Regions from separate parts of the Rattus norvegicus genome. Here region 2 is linked to region 1. The links are chromatin contacts, called in public Hi-C maps. All regions are on one chromosome and are shown on one strand. Each heading gives the region's core, a stretch centred on a gene start, on an enhancer-like site or on the middle of the called end of the contact. The rest is flanking DNA. Distances are from core to core; before and after follow the strand shown.

Region 1 (5,118 bases), core at 1,673-4,172:
TCTATGATGAATATTTACCAAAATTAAAATAAACCTCCAAATTAATCACAACTGGGGATGGAGTGAGCTTTTCAAAGTCCCAACCCCACTTCCTTCAACAAGATCACACCTTGTCTAACAAGGCCATATCTCCTAATTCTTCCTAAACAGCTCCAACAACTGAGTGCCATGCATTGTGAATATATGAGCTTGGCAGGGAGAAGAGGCAGTGTTTTCCATGCTTCAAAGAGAGAAAAGCCAAATAGCCATTCTTCAAGATCACTTCCTGTATTCCTAGCTGGACAAGAGGAAACATAAAAAGAATCATCCAGGTATGGAGGGTCAAGGCTCCATCCACAATATCACCCAGTTATTCTGCCTAGGAGTCTAGGAAGACTAAGAAGTACAACATGATGTGAAAGCAGAGGCTTTCTTTCAGCTTGAGAGGGGAGAGATGAGAAAGGTGCACAGGGCCAGCCTGGAGTGGAAGCAGTGGGAACAGAAGGTGATGGAGAACAATTAAATGGAGGAGAAGGCCACTTTGGTCCTGATACTCCAGGTTCTATGGGTAATGGGGACAAGGACAGTGGCATCAGGGCTAGTGGCATGGAGCAGGAGCAAAATGAGCCAGTTGCCGAGGACACTGATAGTCAGAAGAGTGTAAAAGCCTCAGCATAAGCAGATGCTCCTCCACCGCCCTAGGTTCACCAAGTGGCAGCTGGAGGAATTGGAAACCATTTTGCAATGCAGTGATTCCTTCGATGCCCCAACAAGGGAGGATCTTGATAGAATGATGAATGCCAGCATGTCCAGAGTACATAACTGGTTTGAGATTAGGAGGGCCACACGCAGAAGAAATAGGAGAACACGTATTCCTGAACATTTCAGAACAACATTTGAGTGCCCTACTTGTCTTGGAGCAAGATGGGGAGCAAGAGGTCCTTTTGCAACACCAAGATTTTGACCACATATGCCAGCCATGACAACTCTTGCTTCTCAACAATTCTGTCAGCAATAAAGAAGATTCTCAGAAAAGAAGAAGGAGGAGGAGGAGAAGAGGAAGAGGAAGGAGGAGGAGGAAGAGGAAGGAGGAGGAAGAGGAAGGAGGAGGAAGAGGAAGGAGGAGGAGGAAGAGGAAGGAGGAGGAGGAGATATGAGCCTATGGGGCCATTCTCATTCACCACAATGTAATATAGGAATATGGGGGAAGGACTGTATGAGCCATCTCTGCTAAAGGGAAACACTGTTCATGGTAAAGTTCTTTGTCATGAACTAAGGGCTAAATAGATGGCTCAGCCATGCAAGGCTAGGTTCACAACTAAAAAGACAAGAACGATGGCTAAAACATCCAGTTGTTTACAGAGGCTTGCCCATAATGGGTTCCTAGAGGTTAAGAGGTCTAAAACCAGGCAATTTCATTAGTTCAAAAAGACCTGATCAAAGAACACCTTCAGGGTGGATGAAAAAGGTGGTGTCAGGTTGCTTCTGACTTACCTCTTGTGCTAGAAGACCTGACAAGATAAATTTCTCAGATCCTTACCTCAAACTTGTTGATCTCTGAGAAAATCACCACTTGGACATCAGAAACTCTGTGTGACATATCTCCAATTACATTGATAGTTGAGTACCCCAAGTAACTGAATTCAAAACCCCTCTGACTACGTTTCTACTAACTCACATTTTAATAATATACATATTATATCTAATATTACTATGTTAATTAGATATTATTTTATGTAATTAATATATTAAATATTTTATTTTTTAAACTTAGCCTTGGTGGGCTTGGAGCTCCCTATGTAGACCAGGCTAGATTCCAACTCACAGAGCTCTCCCTAGTGCTGGGATCAGAGCCATGTGCTATTATACCATCACCTAAATATTTTATCGTAAATATTTTTAAATTATCTGAGATATTTACAAATTTCCTCGACATGTGTTCCTAAATGGTAAAAATAATGCTAAACTTATTTTGCATCAGGATGATGATGTTCTGTTGCTACATTTTTGGGATACCTACATTCTAAATACAAATTCTTCTAGCCTGTGAATTCAGCTCTTAGCAATCTGACACCCTCTTCTGGCCTCTTCAGGCACCTGCATGGTTCCACAGACTGTCACACCCACGTACATAGATAGTCAAAATCTAGAGCACTGTTTCTATACCTGTGAGTTGCAACCCCTTTGGGAGTGCGGTCAAATGACCCTATCACAGGGGTCTCAAATGAGATATCCTGCATATCAAATATTTACATTATGATTCATAGTAGTACCAGAATTACAGTTATGAAGTTACAAAATAATTTTATAGCTGAGAGTCACCACAACATGCATAACTGTATTAAAATGTTACAGCATTAGCAAGGTTGAGAAATACTGGTCTAGAGCCATTCCTTGTGCTGATAAAGGTGGCAGTGAGCATTATCTTTCTGTCTCCACACCACTAGCAAATTTTTTTCTCTATATATAAACATGTAATATGAGACAGTCTGAATCCACTGAGGCACGGTCTGACTCCAGAACAAAGGATCGTATTCCCTGAAAAGCAAAACGTGTGTTTGGCACTGACTGTGTGCCCCAGGTTTCTCTTTTCTGACTCCTAGAGGTTCTGTATCTGGGCTTCTTGAAGCACAGACTCCTCTAACCTTACCCTGGGTGTCTCAGTAAGTAATGCCCTCAAAACTCAGAGCTGTTACAACATGGGGCTCACCTACCCAGAAAATCAGTCTGATGTGTGGTATTTGGGGCAGGAAAGGGTTGGTAATATTTTCTTTTTGTGGTCGTCTTTCGTTTTCAAGGAGATTTTCTGAAAGACAGTAAAACTGGACTTGCTCTAAGGCTTCTGCCTTTACTGTTAGTTTCATTTCACTTTGAACCAATCTCTGTGAGCTCCTCCCATCTTGTTAAACACTGTTAAGTACTACTGGCACTTCCCACATTTGCCTCTCAGCTTTCCAGTTTCAACCCTCCTGTAGCAGAACCCAGCTTCTCAGCTCTGAGATGAGTGCCAAAAAGGCTTCCCAACCTATGCTCAATACCACAGGCAGCCTGCAGGAGGGAGAAATGGGTATGTATTTAACAGCATTTGAACCAAACTATAAGAGCAGAGAGGAGCTTTACCAGGGACAGGAAGGCAAAAGAGCTGAATCTTAAACAAAAGAATAAGAACAGGATGTCATCTGTGAGCCTGTCACAGTGGGTTTGCAGAGCAGGAGAACACAGACAGGATTAGCTATAAAGTTGTTACATTAGTTATTCTATTGGAGCATACAATACTTAAATAGTTCTAGGGCAAGAGAAATGAACAGAAATGACCTTATAAGAGCCAGAGCTGTAGCCACAGCTTTCTTTGTGCTTAGTTTGCTAGTTCACTCTTTCCAGGGCAGTCTGGTGGATTACACCAAATTGCTTTAGAAAATGCTAGCTCTACTGTCCCTGTCTATTGTCAGCTTTGCAATGTGCATAGTGACAGGAGTTGCCTGGGAAGCTTGGGGCTTATGTTTTGCAGATCCATTGTAATTAAAAAAGAATTGTAAGGAGATGGAGGCACGGGGTGAGGGTGAGGGTGAGTGTGGGGGGCTGAACCCACCACCAGGACTAAATTCTTTCCATTTTGAACTCTTGGTAAGCTACAGAAAAGGAATGTAATGAGGTTTTCTACTTCAGTCCTCAGAAAGGAATCAAAATTGTGTTTCTTGTGTTTCAAACTGTCTATGCTTCAATGTATGCATTTCTTTCTCCTGCTTTTCCCCTCACTCTTGTTACTTTACTTCACCTTAGGTTCTTTTTCATTTTGGGAAGAGTACTGGATTTTGAGAAAACAAGATTGATATTTATCAAAATACAAAATTCACAACAAATGTTAATGCTTATCACTTAAACCAAGAAGTCTAACTGAAATTATTATTATTATTATTATTATTATTATTATTACTACTACGACTACTACTACTGATGATAATGATGATGATGATGATGATGATGATGATTCTTTGGCAAAGTCTCATACTTTACCCCAAGCTGGCCTGAAACTCCTGTTCCCTCTGCCTCTACAGGGTTAACTTATTGAAATGAAGTACTCAAATATTTAGCCAACAGAAACATTCCATGTTGGAACTGGAGCCCTAGTCCAAAGTGCAGCTGTTGCGTAACTAGCTTCAGGCATTTTGCCACTTCACTCCTTTGAAACCATAACTTGTTTGGTATTGAGCCAGTTTTTTTTTTTTTTAATTAAGCTAAAATGTTTAATTAAACCAGCTGTGTTTCATTTCTTTGGTTATCTTGAGACATCATTTCCAATGTTGCTTTTAAATACAGGTACAAAAGTTATGTTCAAACTGTGCTGTATGAGGCATTTGAATTTCGAAGGAGATCCTTGTGTATACAGCATGAGAAGATGGATGGCAAAGTTCCCGTTTATGTATCAGAATGAAAAAGAGTATCAGAATTATACTGGTGTAAACACAGAGACTAATCCATAAATTTTACTCCTCATATCGTATAAGAAATGTCTGGTGTGGAGTACTGTTGGAACCTGGATGATTAAGTGCTTAGAGTCTCTTCTAGAAGACATCCAGGTTCTGCTCTGTAGCACATTCCTAACCTCTCTGTATTTGTGTGGAAAAAGTACAAGCATTTACCAAGAGAAAAGCAGGTGATGGGTCATAAGAATGATAATACAAAAATCCTGTGAGTACTTAACACTCTGCTGGTACAGAACTAACAATTGAAACTACAGAGACACACTTTAATACAATGTGAAGAAAAGTCACAGCAACAAACAACTCAAAATATAAAAGTTGAGAATTCTATATGGAAAATCTACAGGGCATTATATAATACTTACAATTACTTTGTCTTAGTGATATGTGAAAATGAACACATCTAGTGGTTAAAGTCAGTGGGACCTTTTTCAAAAGTATAGTTCATATTGTTTGTATGAGTTTTGAAGACTTAATGATGCCCCCATCACAATGGAATGTAGACCTATAATTTCCCTGAGGATCATTGCAGATTTTCCCCAGGCATTTCCTTCCTCTGTTCCCAAGCCATGGCCACCTCTGACCTGATGTTTGTTTTTCCAGAAGCTGTTCACATGGATCCCTGCAGTCTGATAGTCCTTCACATGCTTCAGTGGTG
Region 2 (5,170 bases), core at 994-3,493, 49 kb after region 1:
AACTAAGCTCAACTCAGCTTGACATGGCCTAGAATGGGAAAAGAGTCTGAAAAGGGGATTTATTGTATTGGCTGACTCAGTATCAGTTGGGTTTTCCAACATGAATGGGAGTCTGAATGCTGGAGAGGTAGAGAAATAGGCAACACCCAGTCCAGGTAACCCAGCTGGCTTCAGTATGGTGCTGAAAGCCTGGAAAACACTTGGAGAGCAGGTGGTGCTGAATCAGGTTGTAAAACAGGGCGGTTGTCAATAGTAGCCATGACCACATGTCGAGTAAACAGACTTGGTATTGTATATACAGTCTGTGAACACAAGTAATGTATAATGAGTAAATATCTTTCTTTTGTTTTCTCTTTTTTTATCATGCAACATAGGATGTATTGATTTTACTTTTGTGTTTCACATATTATTAATTTTATGTCATAGGATATGGGATCAAAAAGGAAAGTCAACATTAGTCTAGGACTTCGCTCTCTTTGCTGGGGAAGGTACAGCACATCTGTGGCTTGATCGTTAACTTCAAAAACTAAATACCAATTAATAAGAGACACAAAGTACTCACTTGACAAACTGGACTTGTGACAGTTCATTTTGTTTGCCACTTACACGCAGTCCTCGTCCGAGCTGATCCAAGGACAGTCTGTGCTGATGGTAGAGCATGAGAGCAGACATGTGATTCTGATTTTGCATAGATACAGAATAGGATATCATTCTTGGGTCAACGAGGGGGTCCACAAGAACTTCAAGGAAAAGCTACGAGGCCAGTCAGTGTTGAGGGAGGGCTGTAATCTGTGATTTACAGAGCCAAAATGACAGTTTAAATTCCAGACATGCAATTGGGTTAAAACTTTGAATCTTTAAAAGGAGATTTTCTCAGGGTAACAACTCAGGGTAACTGTAGGTTACACCAGAGCCTGGGAAACTCATTCATTTCCATTTAAGGGTATGACATCCTTTAGAATATACACTTCTGGGACTGGAGAGATGGCTCAGCAGTTAAGAGCACTGACTGCTCTTCCAGAGGTCCTGAGTTCAATTCCCCACAACCACATGGTGGCTCACAACCATCTGTAATAGGATATGATGTCCTCTTCTGGTGTGTCTGAAGACAGCTACAGTGTACTCATATACATAAGATAAATAAATAAATCTTTAAAAAATTGTCTGTTGGCCCCATGATCTGAAGCTGCAGATAGAGAAACACATTAGAGTTCGGAGATAGAGTCTCTCCTCTTTGAACAGCCCTTGCCTGTATTTTTCTTTACTGTAACACGTCATTCCCCTTCTGTTTCAGATCAGTGCCAAGTCACAATAGCATTTCGAGGAGGGCTTAATGTATACATATACCCACAGCCAATTTCCTCTATTATCAACATCCCACATTAGCAGGATATGTCTATCTACTTAATGAATACGTAAAATGTCATTAGTAACCAAGTCTTTGTTCTAGTCAAGCCCCTTTCACTTCACCTACTCTCTCTTGAACTCCTGGATTCTGCGGCCTAAGGTACAAGAAGGTCTTTACTCATCTTTCTCCAGTAACTCGTGTTCTCTCTGATTTTTTTGCCTTTTATTTATTTTAAGCATTGAAATACTTCACAAAGAAACAGCTTTTGAGAGTTCTTTAGAATGAGTTGCTGACTTTTCAGTTAAAAGCAAAAAGAAATTTAACAAAACCTCTTAGCTGCACTCTCTCCAGGCCATTCTTACAGGAGGGAGTTGAAGATCTTATCGGTTCAAAATCGCCAGAAATGGAGAAGGGGCTCTTCTTGTTTATTAATCTACTAGCTGGGCTCTCTCATGGTGAATGAGAAGGACAAGGGTTGTCTATCTGATCTTTTCCTCTTTAGGGGTTGAACTAACTTTCAGTTGATGCTCAGCTGGAATCCTTGGAGGAAAAGCTACAATTATGTACAGTCTACATGTATAGAGTGGTCCTGGGTGTTCTGACGTTAGCTGGCTAGTAGGGCAGGCCTCAGTGAGGAAGCACTCAGTCATTCCACCGGAACTTGGCTGGACAGCTAGCTATTGTGTGACAAGGAAACTGTTAGGTATTGGTAAAACAGTATCAGAAAATCAACATAACCTTTGACTTCATGCCCCTTTCATGGTTTATTCATTTGAAAAATGATAAAAGAAGGAAATAACATAGAATTATGCTTTTACTTAGAGTCCTGAATTCTCCACCCTAATTTCCTGAGTGAGTTGAACAAAGAGTGCACACAGCATTCCATTTCTGTGAGCCTGGCAACTGCTCCAGGAGTTTCCCAGAAATGTTTATGAAACACAGTCAAGGCGATAAACAAGCCCAGGCCAGAGATCAGCAGCGTGGCTAAGAGCCATAACTAAACTGCCTGTAACCTCATGTGAACCTCAGGCCTTGCCTTGCTTTGCAGAATGCGCCTAAACAAAGATCAAGTTTCTCTTGCTTTAAAGCTCACAAAACTTATAGTCTTGTTTGTAGATCATCTTGGCCTTCAGGGATTTTACTTTTATATCAACCAACCTCATCTCAGGGTGCTTGAGAAATGACAAATGGAAAGTCCCTGGCTGTGGCTTTTGGCATGATACTGACCTTGACTTACACGGAAATAAAGAACCAAGTTTAAGATTGGTTTCTATTTCATTGATCCTGGTATAATACCCAGAGCTTTATGAGTGTCACATCATGACCAGAGACACATCATCCCAAAGTCAGCAGGAAGTAGCTAAAGATCATGATGACCCTATTCCTGCTCCACCATTGCCTCTTTCTAATTTTTCCTTTTTTAATTAAACCAAAACTGGGGAATGTTAGCATTTAGTCTAGGTTCTGCCCCACAGTTACCTGGCAATAGCCAGGTATGCCTGACTCACTATAAAAGGGGCTACTAGACCCCTTTTCAATCTCTTGCTCTTTTGCTCTTGTTTCTTACCCTCTTCCCCCTCTCTTCTCATTCCCCTCCCCTCTCTCTTCATGTGCTCATGTCTGGCCTGCGCTTGCTCTCTCTCTCTCTCTCTCTCTCTCTCTCTCTCTCTCTCTCTCTCTCTCCCTTTCTCTTAACTCCCCTCCCCATGCCCTGAATAAACTCTATTCTATACTATACCATCATCTGGCTGGTACTACGGAGGGGGAAGGGATGCCTGAGCATGGCCCCTCAGAGGCACCCCCTTCTCCCACACCTTACCACGCCTCCACTAAAAATATCCCTGCCTTTTCCAATCTTTTTATAAAACACAACAGGTGTCATACCCAGAGCATTGTGAGTGCTGGATCAGCACTCTATCTCAGAGTTGTATTTCTGACCCTCTTTACAGAATGCATTATGAGAAAGGTTCTCACAGAGTTGTTCACATAGACTTTGAACTCACTCTGTAGCTAAGGCAGGTCATATCTAAATGAGTTTCTTACAGTGTATTTGGAAACAAATCCATCTGTTAGCATTTTTTCTAAGCTCTGCCCCACAGTTACCTGGCAATGGCCAGGTATGCCTGAATCACTATAAAAGGGGCTAATTGCCCCCTCCTTTCCCTTTTGTTCTTGCCTTCTTGCTCTCCCTCTCGCCCCTCTGCCCGGTCTCTGGCTGGTACCTCAGGGGGAGGGGATGCCTCAGCATGGGCCTGTGGAGGCACCCCTTTCTCCCACACTTTACCACACATCCACCAAAACATAGTCCTTCTTGCTTTATCTTTTTATAAACACAACAATCTGAATTCCTGATAGTAGGCCTCTGTGACACAAGGGCATGGAAAGTTATTATTATTCTAGTTAATGGATCCATTGAATTAAAAGCCTGAGAAATTTTCTGGCACAAAGGAGGAGGTGGAGGAGGATGTGCAAGAGAGGTCAAGTCTACAAAAGGAACAATAAACAGATGAGGAAGAAATGCAGAGGATTCTGTTCCAGGGTAATATGGGCCAAAGTTACTTGGTAAAGGACATTGTGTCAACTTTCTGATGATATAACAAAGCACCTGAATTGGCCAACTTATGAGGAGAAGAGTTGCCTAAGTTTCAGACTATGGCTAGCTGGCTCAATAGCTTCTGGGTCCATGTTAAAGTTACACACAAGGATGGGGGCGGGGTTATAGGCCAGATCAGAACTGTCCACCACTGTCAGTGGGCATTCTTAAAGAGAAGCCATGTCTGCCAAGGTTGGCAGATAAGAGGTGGGAATGTTGCCTGTCTATAGGGTAATTTATCTCATCTCAGACTTCCTTTAGGTCTGAATTCCTAGACCATGTCTATGTTGAACTATCACATCCTGTGACTAATAGGCAAAAGACTTTTGGAATACATTAGCTTAGCAGACAACTAGCCGCCCTGAGCTAATAATGTCATCTAACAGTGTCTGAGGCCTCTAGGAGAGACTGATGTTCCCTACCTCTCTGATATTCCTACTAGTGTATTTTAAACTCACCTTGATTGGCGGCTTCCTTTGTTCTGTCAAAGCATAAAACTTTACAGAACTGTTTCCATGTTGGAACTTGGAATTTGGAGTAACTTAAATCTGTGTTCCTGGGCTGTGGTCACCCAAAACAGTTTCCCAATAATCTACCTCTTATTCCCTTTAGGGTGGGAACTGTGGTTTGCACAGTCACCAGTGACTTAACTTACTCCCAGCAAGCCTTAGATTTTTAAGTTTCTGCTATTTCCCAATCAACAATGTCACAAGCTGCCTAGCAAGGCACATAGGCCTCTGGGAGACATTTAATATTCAAACCTCAGCAGATGTTATTTGGAAATTATTTGATCCTCCCCCCAAAAAAAGAAGAAGACAAAAGCAACATTGAGACTAGTTTTCTCCAGAATTTATTATTCTAACAAAGTTACAGGTATTCAAGGCAACTTGTCAGTTTGGTGACTGACACTCATTCCTTTGACCCATTTAAAATTCTTCTCAGGTAAATGAGAAAAAGGAGAAGAAGAGAAGAATGAGAAGCACCCTCCAAACTTTGTGTGCAAAGAACTACTCATTTCATCTTCAGAAGTAGGAAGATTCAATCATGCAAGTTTTCCACAATATGGAGAAAGCCTGTTTCAGGAAACATGGAGTTCTGGTGAATAAGAAGCAGCTGCCACAGGAGGAAATATGTCTGATCACAGGGCTATGAGCCAGCAGCATGGTGTGCAAACAGGAAGGCTTCTCTGCTACGTGCTAGGCAAATATGAGTAAGGACGGGTTTAGGCG

Evidence for each region. A called contact is a pair of places that touch in the nucleus more often than the background predicts.
Region 2: a contact with region 1 is called in a Hi-C map of liver, with 7 times the contacts expected there. The contact joins the enhancer-like site here to the promoter of Clec2g in region 1. A contact is called at or near these places in 10 of 12 Hi-C or Micro-C datasets (the A7r5 cell line, the Rat2 cell line, Schwann cells and 5 more).

What each region holds. Positions count from the first base shown.
Region 1 is chr4:164,300,971-164,306,088 of GRCr8, forward strand. Clec2g (C-type lectin domain family 2, member G) reads left to right here and starts at 2,923. Exons shown (of 5, transcript NM_001048075.2): 1 at 2,923-3,046. The coding sequence starts at 2,980. It also overlaps the pseudogene Rhox5-ps1.
Region 2 is chr4:164,351,123-164,356,292 of GRCr8, forward strand. It overlaps LOC100909928 (a long non-coding RNA gene), which reads right to left. Exons shown (of 2, transcript XR_353567.4): 2 at 4,776-5,170. Among named protein-coding and RNA genes, the nearest start is that of Clec2g, 50 kb to the left of the region's middle. Within about 2 kb of position 2,244, at least 54 of the 93 cell types and tissues checked have an H3K27ac peak or open chromatin away from gene starts, as enhancers often do. A contact at or near this core is called in the A7r5 cell line, Schwann cells, hepatocytes and 2 more, where this site is marked.